Regions from separate parts of the Xenopus tropicalis genome. Here region 2 is linked to region 1. A link is a contact called in public Hi-C data. All regions are on one chromosome and are shown on one strand. The core of a region is the stretch at or near the end of the contact, and the rest is flanking DNA. Distances in the headings are between cores, read along the strand shown.

Evidence for each region. A called contact is a pair of places that touch in the nucleus more often than the background predicts.
Region 2: a Hi-C map of gastrula embryo shows a contact between it and region 1, with 1.9 times the contacts expected there. The contact joins the promoter of kmt2e here to the promoter of efcab10 in region 1. A contact is called at or near these places in 2 of 5 Hi-C or Micro-C datasets (gastrula embryo and neurula embryo).

What each region holds. Positions count from the first base shown.
Region 1 is chr3:77,071,968-77,076,225 of UCB_Xtro_10.0, reverse strand. efcab10 (EF-hand calcium-binding domain-containing protein 10) reads right to left here and starts at 2,105. Exons shown (of 5, transcript XM_004913015.4): 1 at 2,088-2,105; 2 at 1,250-1,407. The coding sequence starts at 1,352.
Region 2 is chr3:77,320,464-77,324,721 of UCB_Xtro_10.0, reverse strand. kmt2e (inactive histone-lysine N-methyltransferase 2E) reads left to right here and starts at 1,764. Exons shown (of 24, transcript XM_018092321.2): 1 at 1,764-3,727.

The DNA of each region.
Region 1 (4,258 bases), core at 856-3,355:
ACTTGAATAGTATAAAATAGGACAAAACAATCTGGCCAAGCCAAACCCCCCACCACAAACACCATGGCAATTTTACAAAAATGTACCCTTTTTAGAAGTGTGAGGTCTTCTGGCAGAGCTATTGCGTTTTTGTTCCTAAAAAAGGTTTCAAATAAAATAGTGATACAATAGAACTAACAAATAAGAGGGTTAAACTCAAGTGGGAGACCAGTTGTATTGACTGGGATGAAGTAGAGGACAATATACATTATCCTCTTATCAGTACCAGGGAGAAACTAAACTAAAAAAAAGAGAGATCTTGTATTGACTCCCCAGCAACACTACTGTCTGAAGAGGCTCCTTAATCACTTCTACTGTACTCCTTTTTTCTACTTTCTCTCCTTTCTAGCAAAGCTGTTATTAGTGTTAACCACTAATAAAAACCTACAAAAATAATTGAGCCTAACAAAGGAGGGGAGAGGGGGACCTGGGTAACCAGTGTAACCTGTTCCTCACAATTACTGAGACTGAGCGATTCCAAATACAGGGAAGGGCAGTAGCCTCATGGTGTCCTAGGCTGATCTTACACTGTTGTTAGTCCTACCCTCTATCCAAGCTCCATCACTTTCATGCTGGGTCCCCCAAAATAGAGCGAATACTTTTGTACTTTGTCACTTTTCATTTTACTTAAGGAATGTATTTTAAGTGTTAATGATAATTACATACCTTTATCTTTTTTGCATGGCTGTAACTAATACAGCAGCCCCCACCCCCGCTCGGTTCTTTTCTCACTCTCCTCTCCACCCCCCCTGAAGGGGCTTGGAATTTAGTATACACACACGGCTCGGCTGTTTGCTCACTCCCCCAACCCCCCCTCCGTTACTACTGCTCCGTTCATCCTTCTAAACTGAATTGTAAAGCGTGATGTGAAAGCATTTTGTGCACCTTTCACATCACAGAGCAGTAGTTACGGAGGGGGGTTGGGGGAGTGAGCAAACAACCGATCCGTGTGTGTGTGGAGAAAAAACTGACAGGTCCTCTTTAACTTTATCTGACCTCTATTTCCTATCAAGCCCCCGTTCCCCTTTGGGCCACCGCAAACTACCTTCCTGCCTGCTTCGTCTCTCTCTGCACCCTCCTCCTTCCCCGATCTGAGGTGTAATGATCAATAGTGAGAAGCAGGGTGTAGAGGGGAATGAAGCAGGCAGGAAGATAGTTTGCGGTGGGAGGAAAGAAGTGATGCCGTGGAGCCGCTGAGAGCAATGCTTACCAGGCCGATGATAGAGTAGAAGACTGGTCAGGTTGTTTATCAGCTCAGGGATGCGATTCTCCTGCAAATACTCCTCGGCTTCCATCTCCAGTACAGCCGCCATCCCTAACCTCACAGTGTTTCTCAGTTGCTAAGAGACAGGCTCCTAACCAATCAAGCTTCAGGTTTGAACACAAAACTTTATTATCCATTGCCAATACAATAACAACAACAAAACAATATTACTCAATTATGTTGGTAAGTTACTTGCAAACCTAGTCACAATACCAACAAATGTAAATTATATAAGATACCAGCAAGAGCAGCCGATCTATAAAAAAGAACAAATATCAGCTTAACCATACCTCCCAACATTTCATCAAGAGAAAGAGGGACAAAAATATAGGACGCTGGTAGTGCGGCAAAAATGTTTTCGCCATGCCTGCCTTATAACCATGCCCCACATGCCACACCCAGTTTACATGCCCCAGATGTGGCAGTATAATCACTAAATAAAAAGAATAAAAGACATATTAACTTCAAAGGTGCCAGTATGACTACATTAAATTGATAAAGGGCATATTAACCCCAGGCATGCCAGTAAAATTAATAAATGAAACTGATAAAGGGCATATCAACTTCAGACATGCCAACAGTTCTGTGCATTTTCTAAAGTTATAAATAGGGCCAATTCCAGTGGTACATAAATTTATGTTATTTCCTTCCATTCTTAATCAGTTGAAAGCAAAACAAAATTAATGTACCACTAGAATTTCTAGCCATATTAACAATGCCTAAGGTTCCCAGACTTATAAGGGCCCCTTTAAAATGTCTGCTATATTTTATGAATGAGGGATACCTTCCCCTGCATGCTGTGCTCTGCCAGAGATCCCCAGGAGTGAGAGATATATGTTAGGGGTGGAAAGGTGAAACTGCCCAGCACACAAATAAAAGCAGCCTCTTCTGCCTGATAAAAGACAGAGGCACCCTCAGCCCCTGACCCACTGAGCAGGAGAGGAATGCAGCCAATGCCAATAGTTAACCCTTGCCTCTCACAAATTCTCCTCCCAGGACAATTAAACATCAAGGTAAGGCTGTGAGCTTGAGTGTAGCAGGGGAGATTGAAGAGTTAAAGGGGCGGGCTTTATTCCCCAGAGCAGGCACAGCAATCAATTAAATGGCAAAGCTGAGAAGCGGGACATCTAACAGTGAATCCGGGACAGCGGGAAGTGCCATAAATATCGGGACTGTCCTGCTGAAAGCGGAACGGTTGGGAGGTATGGCTTAACTGGCGGGGGAGAGCAGGACTGTTCCAGGATAAGATGCGTCCGTCCTTCCGGAAGCCAAAGAATGGGTCTCGGTGTTGCTGTCAGGTATAGAGATGCGATACTAATTTGTAATGGAGGACATCTATTGGTGAAATATGGGTATTGCACTTTCAGATTTTGAATGGAAATTGAATAGAAGGAATTTGAATAGGTAATTGAAGGACACGTTTGACGTCAATTTGGCGCCGTTTTAACTTCAGTTGTGGGTATTTAATGTGTATGTGTATAGTTATTGACTAATATCCTTGATAAAGGTCCTCTTGAGAACAAAAACATTGCACACTAACAATATGTGGTACACTTATTTTTTAATTAAAAGAGTAAAGAAATATGAGTGCTGGTCCATTTACTGCTCTAAATATATTCAAATATATGAATATTTCACAGTAAGCACCTGTATGGTAATATGGGATGAGTGCCAATCTGCTTACTGATTAAAAACAATGTCACACTCTGCTGAGTGAGAGAACGGCATGAAAGCACAAGCCTAAATACATTTGTAATGTTTCCATTAGGGCCAATAGGGCAGTTTTGGGCTTTGTGACAACAAATCTTTCAGTATATATAATGCAATTTTAGACATTTTGGTGGGTTTTCACATAGGATGTAAAGTGTCAAAGAACTATTTCAATTATTGCTTGAGGAAGCTTACAATGCAACCTGTAATAAATGCACCTTGTCTGTAATATATGGTTATGATTTGAACCCAATGGAGCATATAAACAAAAAGCAGTATTTTGCAGAAATGGTAGAACTATCATTTTTGCAGCAAACTATATAACGAGTTGGAATGAGTTTCTCCTATGGTGAAGTAAAATAGAGCAGCGCATTTTAAATGTACACCTTTGTTTCTCAATGGCCAGGTCGAAATTACATTGAACTTCAGTGTTTATGTGGAACTAGAATATAATTATTTTAATATTTAAGCGACTATCCTTTGATCATATTCCTGCATCTATCAAGACTAAAAAGCTGTCCCACATTTTACAAATTGCTACAGAGGGCAGGAATCTTTATAACCCATATCCTTTGTAATTTGCTCCACAAGATCACCTGTCATAGTTGGTGTAAATTATTGGTTGCTAGAAGCCTCTTTGCATCAGAAAAATCTCTTTTTTTTTATTAGTGTAAAGGAGAATTAAACCCTCCCCAGACTACTTCCAACCCATAGCAACCAATGAGCATTTTACATTAACATTTATTTATAAAGTGCCAACATATTCTGCAGCACTGAGCATTTCCTGGTCATGTTTAAAAACAAGCATCTAACTGGTTGCTATAGTTTTCTAGACGAAGAGGCTCCAAACACACCGGACACAGGAGGTTCACTAAAACTCGATCTTTATTATTCCATTAAAATCAGAATGCGTGATGCGTTTCGTGCACTTGCGCACTTAATCATAGGCAGAACATACACTGAACTCAAAACATTTAAATAGTGACAGACCTGTAATGGACATGGATAAACCACACCCACAGTTAATCGGATAAAGAACACCAGGAAAAGTAAAACCCGGAAAAATAAATCGAGTTGAGAGATTCATAGCAAACCTCTTAATAATACACATAAATATAACGAAAGTAATAATAACATTGATTAAACAGATCAAAATTTATACAAAAATCAACAAAAAGTCACATTCTAAACATAGCAACTAATATCAAAAATAGAATTCAGGCCCTTTGGATGGCGAGTATTCAA
Region 2 (4,258 bases), core at 515-3,014, 250 kb before region 1:
CAATCCACCTTAAACTCTTATTCTCTCTGAAATCAGGAAGCAGATGTTCAGCCCCCCAAAAAAATCTTTATCATGGCTGCCTGTTAAGCAAAGGATAACATAAAATACTTTTTCAAAACCCTTCACTCCTCTGCTCTCCTCACTATATTTCTTCACTTGTGTCACGGTATGTTCCCAGCCATCTTATATGCGCCATCTTTTTACACTACCCACACCTACTGCCATCTCTTGTCTAAATCCTTTCAACCTTGCTGTTCTTTACTTCTGGAAACATATGGTTTACCTCATTCCCAGTATGGTGTCTTGAAAAGCTATATGTATTTTAGTCCAAAACTCAATAAAAAGGCATATTAATATATAGATGATACCAAAAATTAAACATTCACAGCCACCATTATCACTGTCCACTGCATTGCTTCTGCCTAGCCTTCAGACTGGCGAAACATGCGCTAACAAATATTACATGCAGTGAGGAGACGTTGGATCTGCAAAATTTGATGCACAGTTCACAAGAAAAGTCACAAGATGTAGCAAACATCAGTCAAGCACAAGAAATAAATAGCATGGAGCAAGGAAAAGACCTCATCTTGGAGAAGCTGCCATGCTTTATGCCAGAAGGAACAGAAGATGTTACCCATCACAAGAAAACTAACAAAAATTAAAAAAAAAAAACTAGCATTTCAGTGAGTTTAACCTAGGATTACTCTACTTATGTAGCCCGCACCTCAGGTGGGGGAAGCAATTACAGGGTGGGTGGCCCTATTTACTTCGCTTGCACATAATGAGCTTGCTTATTATGCGCATGCATGGGACATATCTATGCGTAGGCCTTTCCACTGGTGACTCCTATTGTTGCAGTAGGAAAGGCATTTCAAAGCAATTAGTCACTGCAGTAGCAGAAATCTATGGCAGGTGGCTAATCCATCCATCCTCACAAGTATGTTTGGACAGGTTTAAAATTCTCTGCATAATGACTGCATTGGCTTGTTAAGGTGGTCCTCACTGACGGCCTGTATCCACGCCATTGTGATCTGATACTGCCCATCTCAATGTGGCCATATTGCAGAAAGATGACCAAACAAGGGGATATTTCAATGTATGGCCAAATTCAATATCTGAGAAACTTTCTAGTGGTTCTCCAGTTAGGGCAGATTAGTCGCGCCACAACAAATCTCTGTTGCCGCGGGTGACTAATCTCCCTACAAAGGCAATCCCACCGGCGTTTTACATTCTAGCCAGTGGGATTAGTCGCCTGCGACAATCAAAGACTTTTTCATCTGTATACTTAACTAAAGATGACTTGTTAGGTGAAATATATAAACTGCCAGTAATTTCTATACATGCAAATTACTCAAGTTTTTCTTTCAAAATTAATCATACAAACACTACATGGTTACACAGTCCTAAAAAGTCCCTGCATTGCTTCTTACACAATTTCAGGTTGATTTCCACCACACCCTAACCTTTCTAGTTCTTCCATGACTTCACTTTATTAAGAAAACGGATTCATTAACGCAAAAGACTACTTTAGACTGGGTCTCACAAAGACGAAGGTCAGTACACAATGGGCTTAAATGTCAATAGGAAGGCTCTGTGAAATGAACTGTAGCCCAGTCTAACCTCCCCCATCTAGCTCTGGGACTTCCTCCCCCTTTCCACATCCGTCTGCCTAGTTGGTACTGAGCCAAGCATATTGCTAAGCAACACAGTCACATGATTCAAAGAGGACGTGCAAATTATCTACTCCTTTCACGGCGCCATTTTGAAATGACGCATTTAAAAATAAAAAGCTGTCTATTCCAACGGTCTACAACAAATCTACGCTGCATTCCAGTAATTCGTTGTCATTAAGGGAAACACCTCCCCGCCAAAATCACTATTTAATGTAACTTAAAGAAAGAAAAGCTCTCTTCTAGCGATGCTTCGAACTCAGACATAATGGCGACGAGTTCTCCCTCCGCACCCGCATCCCCAGGCAGCTCCTGAACCACCCACCTGCTGCAGCATGATGTCACGGGCATCCAATCAGCACACAAAAGGGAATCCTTAGTCGCGCAGCTATTGGCTTACATAAATAACCCGCCCCCTCAACAAGCAATAACGCACTACTGTGACAGGAAGCTGAAAGGGCGTCCGTCGCCATTACAAACTTCCAATACAAAGACAATAAGATCAACATACAAAGACTACGTTACATATATTTTAAAAAAATAAAAGTAGGAAAAAGCCGTCTGTCATTGCGAATTAAAACACAAATAAAAATACTTAGTGCACCATCTGTCCATTCACCATCCGAGATCGTTTTCTGTAAGACTCTGTAAAGAGGTATGGCTGTAGTACAATTTTGCTTAAAAAAAGTACAGCATTCACGCGACATTGTAAGTGAAGTATTACGGCTTCTCCTCCAGTCACTGAGTTCTCCTTCCATGGAAACAAGGTGGGAGTAGTCAGCAGCCTTTTATGAGCCGATACGAGCTTGCGCAGGATGTCACAGCCCCTGCAACCACTGTCTGGGAAACCCCGATATAAGAGACACTACCAAGCCAGTAAATACCATGGTAATAAACGCAGACCTCAGCAAGGAAACGCCTTCATATTACCAATAACATTTCCGCGAGTTATTCTAGCTAAGACTTCCCCCTCCTCCATGTTCATTTGTTACCAGAGATTGGATAACGAAAAGCGAGCTTTACTGCTGTGTTGCGACTATACATTTGAAGATAAAAGTTCCCTTTTATTACTGAAACAACATTGTATGTCTCTTAATCTGTCACACAACTAAACAAGATATTTGAATACGACTAGTTCAAAAAGCCCACCTTAAATGGATTTCTAAAAAATAACCCCAGCATCTTTGGATTTGTTGGAATCTTGGAATTTGTTGGCTTCAGGGCCCCAAATTGGACATTCAGGCTTTAGATGACACCAACCCAGTCTGAATTTCTTGCCCAGCGTGTGGGTGTTATACTGTACGTTTCACAAATCGATATTAAAACTTTCCCTTTTTCGCATACAAGAAGATCCCACGCTTGCAGTAAATCGCAAGTCTACAGCCACTGTGCACTCTGCAAGCATTCGCCATCATACAAAATGGCGACCACAGGGCCACCCTTTACATTGTAAAAGTGGGATAGGCGTGGAAATAGCAGGGTACGGTTTTGCCCACACGCAAAATGGCGACGGCTGTTATCGTAACTTCACCATATTAACTATGGGCAAAGACCTTAGCTACTAGTTTTTCATGCCCGCAGTGGCTCTGTTTCCAGCCCCTGACAGTTAGGCTATGGAGCCCTGTGCTATTAGCGGACGCCATTTTCCAGAGAGAGGCAGTGACATAGAGCCAGCGTAGGCTGAAACACGGGAGGAGCGGGGTTTGTACACATTGGGGTTCTACTACCACGGGCGCAGAGAACAACGTTTTTTTCGTTTTTTATTTTATTTACTTTTTTTCTCCTACCATCTTTGCACGTAGAAATTATCGTTTTATTTTCTGTAAGCTTCTGCGTTGCATCTACATTGATTCTTTACTGATAATTCGTCCTTAAAATCTCGTTAACGGTCCCGGTTACTGCTACTGACGCCTGATTTTCCAGTCGCCAAAGTAGTTGTCAGTGGGAACGCTTCCCGTAATTGTGTATTGTTCAGTACGGCCGTACCAAACCTGTTCCATTAGGGGGTGTGTTCGTGGTGTAACGGGGTCCTCTCGTCTGGCGTTTGATTATAGTAGGTAAGTCTCACTACTGGCTTTATATTGTTATCGTTTTTTTTAATAACTGCGTTTTTCCCATCGTCTTCTGTCGCATTATTAGCCTTGCTATAAATGTTTCAGTAAGAGGGTTTCCTGTTTCATAGCATGGATATACTACAATGTACGCATAATATATATAAATATACCCTGTGTGTATTGTTGTGGAATGGATTTGTATACTTCTGCATAGCTTCATATACACGATAGTTGACAATATGCGGTTCTTTCTGTGTGAACTAGGCAGTAAGTGATGGGGGTTAGTACTTTACTGATAAATATGGCGGGGCTATGCTAAGTCTAGCTGCGTCTGGCAAATATTTATATACAGAATTGCCTTTCAAAAGAAACTCCCAATTTGTAGTTCTCCAGCTGCTGACATGCAACTCCCAGCACCCACTGTATTTTAATGTCTGATAAAGGGCTACAATAATGACGTCTTAGACTGCACTTATAGCTTCTAGATCGATTGCCACTAACACTGGAAAGCAATAAGTGGACTCCCCACACTTT